Regions from separate parts of the Zea mays genome. Here region 1 is linked to region 2. A link is a contact called in public Hi-C data. All regions are on one chromosome and are shown on one strand. Each heading gives the region's core, a stretch centred on a gene start, on an enhancer-like site or on the middle of the called end of the contact. The rest is flanking DNA. Distances are from core to core; before and after follow the strand shown. Region 1 holds the start of LOC100283858 (60S ribosomal protein L27). Region 2 holds the start of LOC100502266.

Region 1 (6,468 bases), core at 3,041-5,540, 340 kb after region 2:
GCGTTGGACTGGTGGCCTTCCTCTTCTGGCTTCGGGCCTCCCGAAGAGAGAGGGTCTCCTGGTTTGGGTCCAGCGGCTGCAGAGTGGCAGCCCCTGTTGCTGAAGCTTTCTTTGGCGGCATGACGAAGGTCTATGCTTGCTGAAGGTGTTCGAAACTCAAAAAGTGGAAGTGAGTTCACCGGAGGTGGGCGCCAATGTTGGGGACTTGTTCTCAAATGCTAAGAGTTAAGAACAAGGCAACACAGAAAGTGTTAAATGTTAAAGTCCTTCGTCCTTCGAAGCATTATCTCCCTTCGGATATAATGAATTTCGAACGAAGGTTATGAAGGAAAAACCTTCATAAGCATAATAAATGATGAAGAAGGATTCATATGCAAGATATGAAAAATAATATAAACACTTTAAACGTTATTATCAACTTATTTTTATTTGCGTTACTATATCAACAATAACAAATTATAAATGTATCTTTGGCTCGAAGGAAAGCAAGGGTACAAGCGTGACGCGAAAACGAATGCCAAGCCAGCGTGAACAGTACGGGAATACTGTTCACCTATTTATAGGCACGGGTCGTAGCCCATGCAAAATTACATTCAGGCCCCTTGCTTTTGAAAATAACTCTATAGTAATCTATTTGGGTCTAGATAGTTTTTTCCTCTTTAAGTCGGTTTCATATTTTCTGCCATCATGCCGAAGCTCCCTTGCGCACAGCTTCGGCTCTGTTCCATCCTTCGTATTGTTTCCGTGTTTCTTCATATCGTGGGCTCTTGTTCGAAGATCCCTGTCCACACATTATACTCCAGAGGCATTGTTAAATCATGTTTTTGAGGACCTTCAGAAGTCGAAGGCCCCCAACACCTACTTAGCAATTACTAGTCTTTACCAACCCATAACTTGATTAAACTTGGGCTTTATGCTTTGCATATTAGTTGCTCATGCTTTAACTCAGCTTAATGATGTCACTCCTTTTATGCTATTAATGTTCCAAGGATTAAACTTGAGCTATCATGGTGTTTAATTGGATAATAAACAAATCATGTGTGTTAAAATTGGAACATGGAGTGACCACCCAGGAAAATTGTGCAACCACGAGTGTCATCATGACTCTGGCTTTGGCAACTAACCTAATATACTTAGTGTCTAGTAACCTTACTTGAAATATATGTAAATGGGGCGATGGTGGTAGCTCACGTTACCATGGGGATGTTGTCTTAGCTAAGCTGCCTCGCCTAGAGGGCCTCCACACCGACTTAGAATCCTTGCAGGTTGCTTCGTATTAAGCGTGTTTTGTGAAAGCCTCGTAGTGAATCCCTAGCCATTCACCTCAGAAGTAAATACGGGAGGCACGAACCTAGACTAGAGGAGATACACGACTTGTGAGTAAAGTTGTACAACCTCTACTGGATGTAAAAAACGGATATATTAGTCGTGCTCACGGTTAAGAGAAGCCTGGACCCTCACATGATAATCAAATTTAAAGATGGAGATTAAATCGTGAATCCTTTTGATTCAAGTGGTTCACTTAAGCGTTTTGCTTAAGTGGCTTCGTGGTGATGAATAATACTATTGATTAATTGGGTTTTGGTAAATACATACACTTAGTAAATAGATGTTGTTAATAAAAGTTTAACCAACTAAAATGCAAAATGCCAACCTCTTAAACTCTCAGCCTATCCTTGCTAAGCTTTGCATCTTTCCTCCTCTTGCTGAGTACCCACCGTACTATAAGGAGGAGAAATTCATTTTATTCAGGTAGGTGAGGAAAGGTGGCGTCAGGTTGACCCTGTTCATAGAAAGCAAAGCAAGGTCTCACCCGAGTGACAGATTTTTTTTGGTTTGCATGGGGGTGTGGTCTTGTTCTCCAGGGAGAATGGGAGATCCATAGATCTTGATAGTCTTTCTCGCAAGGTAACGCAACACGATTCACATAAAATATAGAAAATATGAGAATAAAAATAGAAAATAACTTTTACCCAAATAACTCTCCAAATAAAAATTTAAAGCAAAGTTTAAAAAAACTATTGAAGGTCCTCTTAACCACATTCCAATCGCACACAACTATTACCTTTCCTCCATTTTAACCTCAATTTTTTAAATTAGATCACTCGCTCTTCCCATTATACATTTCTTGGAAATATTGATCATTGTTCATGTCTTGTCACAGAGGAACAGGATACAGTTCAAGAGTAGTTTATATAGCAGAATATTTTATCCTGCTGTTACGATTTGAACAGCAACAGAAGATATAGAACTATCTGTACAACAATTCCGAAGACCAAAAAGTAAGATGAAATTCACGGAACCAATTATTGTCCCGCGCGAAGACTGAAACTGCAGAAATCTCAGCTGTAGGTAAATACATTCTGAAATAGGTTCGAAACTGGGATTTGGTCATTTTCATGCCAGATTCCGTTCAAATAAGATTTTGAGGTGCACGAATTAAGTTATAAAATAAGGTTTACTGGTACCAAACGCATTGATAAATTGTAACCAGGAAGACAATGTTGAACTTGTAAAGCAAACAACACAATAGTAACGAGCAGCAAAATGTGCCAAAGCAATCAAAATGCGTACCAAATTACAAGAGGTTCTAGGTGAAATAACACCTAACACGTTTGTTTAAAAAGGCAACATTAAAACATACCCAGCCTCAGAAGGTTACATGAATTATTTGCTTTACTCCACGGTATATTCTATTCTACTCACATGTCACAATTTATAATTCGTTTGACTTTTTGAACCGAGATTGACCGGTTCATCTTATTCAATTTTTTTGCAAGAAAATGGAAAATTCAAAGCCATATTTAAAATATATTATATACTAAACGATATCACAGTAAAAATTAATAATAATTACGATTTTTTTTGAAAAGCCAGTCAAACAAATTATAAAATGGAACGAAGGTAGTAGAATTCTTAGGATCCGTTGTATTTTATTTCACGAGTAAATAAAAGATAACAAGAGGCTACAAGCATGATCAACAAACAAATGAGAAACTAAAACTAACTGCCCATTAATTACAAGACAATGAATGAAGCAGCATCCAATGTGATAGCCAACAGCGCTTCGATTCGAACGTATCAAATTTTCCCTAATGTTACTCAAAAATATTTGGAAAGGAATGACTACCCAGCTCCGAAAGGCAGTATGAACAGTATTAAAAAAATTCTTTGACAGGGAGTCAAACAGCATCTAAGTAAAGCATGATTTTCCATGGAAGTTTAATATTCGCAATCAACCCGACATTACAAGTTTAACAAACTAATCAATAGGATAAATAAGATTGTAGCCAATATTTGTTGTCATCTACTTGATGAAACAGTTAATCCTAAAGACACAAATTGAACATTCAACAATTCCATAGAGCCCAGGGCCACTAGCTCAATTCAGCTAAGACCCCCTTTGAATACATGAAATTGAATTTCATTCTAATAATCGTAATTTAGACATATATCAATTAAACTAATATGGTTTTATACATAATATATTTGTATACCTTATGCTACATTTCTACTTTTCATAATTAACCAGATCATCAGGAGAAACAAAAGAGCATACTTGATGAAACACTACTAACAAGATGCATCACAAATGTCTGGCACCAACAAGAAACCCGCAAGCCGTAAAACAGAACAAAATTTTAACCAGACCTATCACGAAAACATGTAACACAACAACGGCATATCTTAGCAAATTTATCTCTGAGAGCCCCAGGACTAAACACGAAATATTCATGGTAATACGAAAACAGAGATGGAGTGTGTCCGATACAACAAATCGACAGCTAAAGCAGGACTATTCGGGAGGCCGAGCATCTAGAAGCGGAGCTTGGTAAAGAACCACCTGTTCTTGCCGGTCTTGAACCTCTCCTCAAGGCGCGCTTTGGCCGTCTTGCAGGCGGCGACCTTCTTGTCGTGGGTAGAGAGTGCGTCGGGCCCACCGGTGGCGACATCCTTGAAATCGACGTCGAGGGTGTAGCGGGTGGGCATGAGGTGAGTGAAGTTGACGAGCTTGATGAAGCACTTGACGCGCGACTTCTTCGCAGTCTTCTTGGCGGAGTCCTTGCGGATCACCTTCTTTGGGTACTTGGCGAGGCCTGCGACGAGGCAGTGGCCATAGGGGCGGTCGCGGGTGCCCTCCTCGAACACGCGCACGATAACTGCCTTCCTGCCGGCGAAGCGGCCCTGGAGGAGGATAACGGCCTTGCCGGGCTTGAGGAACTTCACCATCTTCGGATGCTGCTGCCGCTGCTGCGCCGCCGCCGCCGCCGCCGGGAGTGTAGGGTTTGGGAGGTGTGTCAAATCGGAGCACGGCGAAGAGAGAAGGTTATATAGTGTGGCGGCGCTAGGGTTTCCAGGTGGGTGGGTTTCGGCTGTTGGATCCAGGATCGGACGGTGCTGCCGTGCTCGAGCTTCAGGGGGCGCGGGATGAAGTAGTTCTGGGTCTGATGTAAGGCTCGTCGTCAATGGCCCAAGGCCCAACATGAGCACTACTGTAGCTTTTCTTTGTCGTACAGAAAAAGATCCAGTCGGCCAGTCCAAATTCCATCCCAGCATTCCTTCATGTGCCCCAGCTCTGCAGCTCAACACCGGTCTCATCTCTTCTCTACTCCTTAAGGTTGTGTGAGGCAACTATGTCATCTCCTATCTTATCTTCTTATAGCATATAGTTTGTTCTAACACTACGATCTCGATCAGATGAGGAAAGAAGTCGATGGTGGCAGTGACACGAGTGAGAGGAGGGGGAGGGGCCGGCGGGGTCACAATAGAAGAGGGACTGGGGGAGGCTATGGCGGTGGGGTCACGGGGAGAGGATGAAGAATGATCCAAATAATATTGTCTATTTGATTTACGTGAGTAATAGATATTAAGTTATCTAATGTTCTGAACCGTTGAATTTAATGGTGTTAAATTTGGGTGCAATTTGTTTGGTGGATTTAGTTATTGTTATGAGTGTGGATGATTTGGTCAAGTGAGTTTTGCAAAGTTTAAACTATTGAAATATACAGTAGTATATATTTCAAACTTTACTAAATAAACAATAATGTCTACAATGCAAACAACAGTTTTTTTGTATGGCCTTATGTGCGATCTATTGAAGGTAGCCTAAAATACAAGTTTTCATTGTTCCATCATTTCCACTGTCCCGTTTGTCATGCACAAAGCATGTAGATCCATTCCTCTCCTCCAGCATCTCATAAACAAATAATTTTCGAGATAAGCTTCCATCCATATATGATCGAACAAGGACAACAAAAATATGATAGGCTCGAACCCCCATAGAAGCGGGCGACGAAACAGGAGCCATGAGGGACGTGCGCTCCCTGCCGTTACACCTAAAAATCCTTATCATTTAGTTGTCGGTTTTAGGGCTGAAAAATAAGCTCGAGGCTCACGAGTCGGCTCGAATTTAGAGTGGCTCGGCTCGGCTCGGCTCGAAGCGACTCACGAGCCTCGAACGAGCCGAGCCCATTTCTCGAGCTCATTTTTTCAGCGAGTCGAGCTGAGCCGGCTCATTTCGACTCGCGAGCCGCGCCAAATTGTTTGATTCCGAATAATGATTAATATTAGATAATTTTATGGATAATAGCTTGTTTTTTTAGTCTTTAATGGCGAATATATTACACTTTATAATTTAAATTACTCATAATATTGAATGATGATTCCATATTTCAAATTTATATAATGTTAATTCACTAAATAATGCAATAATCAGTATTAGGAATTAGCTCGCGAGCCAATATCGAGCCGAGTCGAGCCCATTCAATCATCGAGCCGCATCGAGCTGAGCCGAGCCGAGCTTGGCTTAGCTCGTTTCCAGCCCTGGTCGGCTCCCATCTCTGGTGCCGTTGTCGAGGACACACTAAACGCCTCGCTGATGTATTTGGCTCGCCTCGGATGGTCTCTTGTCTTCTGCCTCAACCGCTCTATCATCCATCGGTGCCCATGTCCACTCTAGGGGTGAAAATGGGACGGGTACCGGATACGGGTACCAAAATTACTCGAATTTTTGGATACAGATACATATATTTTTATGTCGGGTTGGATACATGTACTAGCCTGATATTTAACTTTCGGGTACGGGTAGAATATGGAATCAGTGTTACACGGCAACTACTCGGATACTAATACGTTCGGGTACCCGGCTGGCAGTGGCGCAGTGCGGTACAGCCATGTCCGTCAGCCGCATTGTGCCTTGGCCTGCTCCTGTGCAGCGGTGCTCACTGCTGGCTCAATAGCAGTAGCAGTGGTGCGCCTCGGCCTGCTGGATCTCTCCTGGGCTACGATGTATAGCAACGATCGACAGGTGTTGGCGTGTTGCTGTCGCCATTCACGTAGCATTTTGATGCCCAATTATTACGTTACACTGGCGCTGGGAGTTGAATATACAAGTAACCCCGTGGAGCACAATCTGCACATCGTCTACCGGCCTTAGGCCTGCTAATGGCAGAAAATCCAATCCACTCT
Region 2 (6,483 bases), core at 455-2,954:
TAAGAAAGTGAATAAGCTGAACTCCAGCATCTCTAAATGCAAAACATGAAAAAATAACTGTCCAACCACTCAAGGCTGATTTAGAGCTAACTAATACAAATAGCTGATTATCTCCTTATATTGACTAAACCGAAATATAGATGATTCAGAGCGATCCAGAGAGAAAGACTAAAACAGAAATGGTGTATATGTATGACCAACAAATAACATCTCAACCTGTAATAGTGCACATGTACTCAGAATGGGAAGCCAAGAGCACAGGATGTACAGTATACACTTTTGACAAATGTAACTAGAACCAGTCCAATTCTAGCACAGTTTCTTTCAGCTATATCACAACTGTGGATGTAGATGTAACTGAAAAACAGGACACATAAGAACAGGAGAATACTGAATATTTCGGCCTTCTACTTGCGAGCTGATGCAATCTAACATGACTAAAAGGGTAATTTTCTTAAGGAAATATTCAAAACCCATGGGCAACACCTGTTCCTAATCTCAAACAAACGCATCAACAGTTTAATGTTGATCTAACTTAGGACCTGACTAAAACAGGATACAATGTATCCCTGCATATATAAATAAATGACAAGATAGTAACAGAAACATTAGATAGCAGTTAACCCTAGGTCAAAGCAATAGAAGAAGTGGATGTGTGCTGCGCAATCTGTTAAGTTGTGCAAGCTTGCAATTAGCCATCTAACGCATATCTAATGGTGACAGATAATTTTACGTTTAACCCAGCAAGGATTAAAGAGATAGAGGGTGAGGTGGGACGGGTTGAAGGTATGCATTAGATGGCTTAAATCATGTAACTGCACGCTTGGAGAAACAGATTGCACAGGATACGACCTCTTAGAAGAAACTAGGTTTAAGTTAATCTCAGCAGGAAAGTTAGCTGAACAGCAGAGCAATAACAGAAGGACCATCCCAACAGCACATTTCACTCCAGAGGAAAGGGGCCTTAACTTCTACTCCCTTCTAGATAACACTACCTCTGCCTTCCTCGATCTACGGACTGTATTTATAGCCTGCCTTGAATCAATAAATATCGCTAAATTCTTCCTATAAAGTAAGGATCGCACCGTAACAGTTGGTAGATTCGGCAACCCGGCCATAGCCTTGATCCCATTCCGCTTTCAGATTTGGCATAATCACCCCGCGGAAGAATTAAAAAACAAAGGTGTCCTCGCTGCGCTAAAAGCGCGAATTCGGCATCCCAAGCAGTCCGGAGAAATGAAATTGGAAATCAGTCCGTCCTCTTAACTAACCGCGCCGCGTCTCACCCACCCCGGCGGGCACGCGACGCGCTAAGGATCCCGCTCCGTTCCAATCCGTCCGTTCCGTGAGACTGTGACACAGCAGTCCTAATGGTCCTGATTGGGGGGTAGGATCTCCGTACCAGGCGATCGTCGGGCGGCGGAGGAGACGGCGGCCAGATCCAGCCAGGGAGGGCGGCGGCGTCTGTTGACTAGGGTTCTCCCCTGTTTGCTTCCCCTGTGATGCGCCGGTGGGCTGCTTGTGTTCCTTTATTATTTTTTTCCTTTTCTCTTCGACAATACTTTTTTTCCCTTTTCGGTTTGGCTTTGGAAGAGAGGTTAGGCTTCCTTCCGGCTTTCGATTGCTCGTCTCGCCTCTCACGAGCGTCCGGTCCTCTGCGTGACGAACGACTTGGTGAGAGAAAGAGAGGAGGGAGGAGGAGGAAGGGTGGGTGTGAGGGCAGGAGGCCAGGGGTGGGGCTGAATTTATAGCGCTCAAGCTCGTGGCTACTGCCCCCGCGCTACGCGCACCAAACGAATCCCACTCACGACGGTTTATCTCACTGTATTGTGGGGCCAGGGTCTGGTGGGAGCCAGTTGTCTGCGAGGGCCGGGGGCGAGCCCCCGTGCGCGCGTAGGCGTGGGGCGGTGCGAACCGGTGGGGGCGCGTGGGCGACTGCGTGTCCGCATCTCGGTGCGGTCGAACCAGGTTGGAGTTCGTCTCCAGTTCACTTCCCTTGTTTTCTTCTCGATTATATCCTTTGCTATCTCTTTTTCATTCATACTCACACGTCAACTGAACAGCACTCCGGATAATAAAAAAAATATTGTCACCCAAGGAATGAGAAAATATTCTGGTTTTATTGAAAAGTGAAAACATGAAGGGATAATCAAGTGCGGTGGGGGAAAAGGGCCGTAGATGAGTACGTGCTTTTTTCCTGGGGTAATATAATAGATAATTAATCATCTCCTCAAAATAAATAAATCATTTATCCTATTGATTAATTAATGGGTTATTTTTTTGGATGGCGTCGGCTGCTAATGCATAGACGAGATGAGGAAGAAAAAAAAAGAAATTTGGGTGGTGTGTGGAGACCGGGGAGTGGAGCGGCGGATTAATTTGGACGGTAGGATTAGGAGGGACACGGAATGCAAGGAGAATCTGCAGGGCAACTGCCCCCCCCCCCCCCCCCCCCCCCCCTGCCTTTTTTTTCCTTTCTCGCTTTGCTTTCAGGCTGGGTCGTGGTATGACTGTATGAGCAAGTATCTCCGATTAATGAATGATGGCTCGTGGAATGGATGGGGATGTTCCGCGGGCGGGTTCTAGCGCCACGGTTATTTAAGGTACACTAATCAATTCGTTGCGCTGATTATTGGTGATGTCCAACGGCATTGCTTACTTGTCCTAAACGTGACTTGGAACCATTTATGTTGTACTCCTAAACTCGGTGTATAGCAGTAAAAACTTTCCAAACAGTGCCTTTTTTTAGCGCACAAGCTAAAATACTGGCAACAGGCATTATTTGTCCAGTGTCAAGAAATTTTCTCGGATGCTCAATCTTTTCATATGTATACATGCATGTCCAGTTTTTTTGTGCAAAGTGTTAGTTGAATGTTGAGGTCTAACTAGCATTTTTTTTGGGAGTTCAAACTTCTACGAAGTATCTAGAAATATGGAAGTCAGCAAAAGTCGTCGTGTGTTTTCAGCGGCGGACGCAGGACTGGAATTAAGGAGGTGCTAGTGTAACAAAAAAATAGTTTATATGTAGCATATGTGTAGCAATAAAACATTATGTAATATACCACTAGGTTACTACTTGCTAACCATGAGTAGTAATAAGAGTAGTAGGCAATGGCATTCTACGTTTACTTATGGCTTGAGAACGTTCAGTGATCATACAGTCATTAAGGCTTATATATATCTCCCATTCAGTATATCAAGGCACTGAACCACCCATTTGAAATTCTATTTCGCAAAGTAGACAAGTAGTATTGATAATATTCTTGATTTGTGTTTTCGTTAGTGCCAGGAGTATTACTTGTAACACCTCAAAATCACAATTTTAGAGGTATGAAAAAGTCTTCAAATATTCTAATTTAAGAGACCTTTTCATAATGATTTACTTACCTCCAAAGTAATTTCTCCCAAATTAAATACGTTTCTAATAAGAGACTAAATAAAAGACACTAAATTATCCTTGGTTGGAGGATATAAAATGGGTCATATAAAAGGGTTGTGTAAAATTATTTCTTAGAGCATCTCCAACAATGCCTCAAACTAGTGCCTCAAATTGAAATATTGGGCTTTACACAGGAAAAACTACTCCAACAGTGTCATATTTCATATTTTTTTGTGAAAAACTATAGGGCACCCTCTCAAGTGACTCAAGTATACTACACCGTAGTGGGCTGCCCTATAATCTAGATTTGAGGCTTTACTGTTGGAGCGATGTGTTTTGTTGGTGCCCTAAATTTTATAAAATATACTTATTTTCAAATTATAGGGCATTTTTATAGGTCACGTTGTTGGAGATGCTCTTAGTATATATAATTTACATTAGAAATTTTATTCCCTTAAAAAGAAATAATGTGTGTGCATGTCATATTTTAGGCCTTTGCCTAAATAAAGAGAAGGAAATAATTAAAATAAAAAAATTAAAATGATGCATTCATCTTGGAGTTTTACTTTTGATTGTGCATTAAGATTTGAAACAAAGATGTGAATTTGATTTGCATTCGTAATTGAATTTGAATTTGGGAAATTGAAATAGAAGGAAAAAAAAGAAAAAAAAACAGGAACCCTACATGCTTGGGCCCATTCCACTATCGGCCCAGTCTCCTCATCGCGCTGCCCAACACCACCAGCCCACCCACGCCGTGACCTGGTTGCGCCGACACGTGGGACCTCCTCGTCAGCGACCCCTTGTGGGGGACAAATATCCCCGGGTCCACTAGAAGGCTAGAAGACCTAGCGAAAGGCCTTGGGCCTAATATTTCGCGAGGCCATCCCTTCGTGGGCCTGGGGAGGAACGTCTAGCAAAGTGGATTGACGCAAGATTGGATCAACTCAAGCCCGGACGACCCAATGGATTGAACGACGTCCACAGCAACGACATGACTCTCCCGCGCGACATCCTCAGACGTCGGAACTGAATGACGATAAGTCGGTGGGATTATAGGAAGATAAGCTCAGTCGGTTCACTATTACTTAGGCACACGCTGTTATCACATCCGCATGTAACGCCCCATGGTCGAGTATATAAGGCCTAGGGGGCATCCCCTCAAAAACACCTCACTACTCAGCTCTCTAGCATCTCTCATACTAGAGAACTCCCTTGTAACCCACCACATAAAAGATCCACATCAGGACGTAGGGTGTTACGCATCTCAAAGTGGTCCGAACCTGTACAAGATTGTCTACTGTCTCTCGTGCATCTGGCACGAACCATCGAGCTACAGTCGGTAACACCGTCCTACTCCAAAAAGCACCTCAAGGGGCAACCCTGGTGCGCGGTCGGACCCAAAACACTGACAGCTGGCGCGCCAGGTAGGGGGGTGTCACTGATCCAAGCTAGCTCAATGGCCATTACTTTCCAGCACAAGATCATCTTCCGCCCCGTGTGTGTGTTCTGCTTCGGAACCATTTCATCCGTAGCAGACGAAGAGGGAACTCTACATCGCATCGCGGATCCGCCGGAGAGAAAACCTTCCTCAACAATCTCCGGGAAAGCCGGAGCGAAGCAGGAAAAAGCGCAACCTCCAACGCTCCGAGCGAAGACTACCTCCTGCAAGCCAGGAGCAGAGGACCCATCTGTTGGAACTTGCTCTCGGTCGCAAGGGGGGCCAACAAGGGTGAACAGTGACGTCAACAGGGCTACGCGCAAGATGGCAATAGCTCTGTTAATCTGGCCTCTCACGGGCACTGTGCGGGGGTATTTATAGGTACCTGAGCGCCCAACGCCTTGTGTTAAGGACGCATGTGCCCTCAGCTACCTAGGTTATCCCCAGAATATTCCCATAAAGCAGGGTTACAGACTGTAATTACAGGGATGCCTTTACAAATTGGGCCCGTAACACGCGGCGGCCACGCAGGGCCCGTTACAATGGACCGGATCACACGTGGGCCTCTGAGCTGGGCGAGGCTGCACTCTGGGATGACGCCGTCGCAGGCCTTCGTCTGGTGCCGAATAGAGCGAAAGGTGTCCCTGCCCGTTTTGTCTCTATCAGACCAGCGACTGCAGCGAAGGCCTCGAGCGAAGGGTGGCGTCTTTGCCTTCGCCCCAACATTTGCCCTCCGAGGGACCAGTTCGACAAAGTCACCTGGTGCCGAAGACGTCGCTAGATGGCGGAGACGCTGCCCTCGCTCGAAGTGGTTCCGCGGGGGTTTTTGGCATGACCGTTGATTGACAGCGTACTGTTGGATTGCGGGTTTCCCGAAGCGCCGCGCCCTGTCTATAAAAGGGGGCGGGGGTCGGCGCTTTTTGAACTTCACTTTCCGCGCTCCGTGAAAACCCTAGCCGCCTTTTTCACCGTCTTGTTGCTCGTCTGCCCGCCGTGCTCTTGTTCGCCGGAGATCTGGCTCGAGTGAAGCAGACCGCCCGCCGCCGCCGACGGTACGTAGCGATGCCGACCTCCTCTTCTTCCGCTGCCGCTACGCCGGCCAACGCCTCGTCTGAGGAGACGCTGAGTAGTTTGATGGCGGAGGAGTTGCGCGCCGGCGATTCTGTGGATTTTGGCGTGTCGCGGATGTCGTCGGTTCGCGTGCAAGATATGCAGCGGTTGGGTTACTTCGGCGGCGGAGTTGCTCGTGTCCCGGGGACGGAGGAAGTCCCCGAGCCAGAGGGCGAGTTGGTTGTGTTCGAGGCGTTCTTCGCCGCCGGTCTCCGCCTGCCTGTGCACCGATTTGTTGGCGAAGTCCTGCGTAGGTTTAACGTTCAGATACATCAGCTGACACCGAACGCCGTGGTGGCTCTGTCGAAGTATGTCTGGGCGACGACTTCGTACGGCGGACAGCCATCGGTCGAAGTCTTTGCGAAGTATTATTGCTTGCACTGGCAGAAGAGGATGATTGGAGATGAAGTTGCTCAGTTTGGGTCTTGCACGTTTACGCCGAAGACCGGCAAGACCACGATGCAGGTAGTCGAGTTGGTTCCTTGCGCCCGCAACAAGTGGGGCAACTGGAATGAGTTTTGGTTTTACGTTGCTGAGGGTACCGTCGAAGACC

Evidence for each region. A called contact is a pair of places that touch in the nucleus more often than the background predicts.
Region 1: a Hi-C map of tassel shows a contact between it and region 2, with 4 times the contacts expected there. The contact joins the promoter of LOC100283858 here to the promoter of LOC100502266 in region 2. A contact is called at or near these places in 4 of 25 Hi-C or Micro-C datasets (ear, endosperm, leaf and 1 more).

Annotation. Positions count from the first base shown.
Region 1 is chr5:42,662,345-42,668,812 of Zm-B73-REFERENCE-NAM-5.0, forward strand. It overlaps LOC100283858 (60S ribosomal protein L27), which reads right to left and starts at 4,291. Exons shown (of 1, transcript NM_001291614.1): 1 at 3,706-4,291. The coding sequence starts at 4,230. The coding sequence ends at 3,817.
Region 2 is chr5:42,326,965-42,333,447 of Zm-B73-REFERENCE-NAM-5.0, forward strand. It overlaps LOC100502266, which reads right to left and starts at 1,705. Exons shown (of 8, transcript NM_001323891.1): 1 at 1,403-1,705.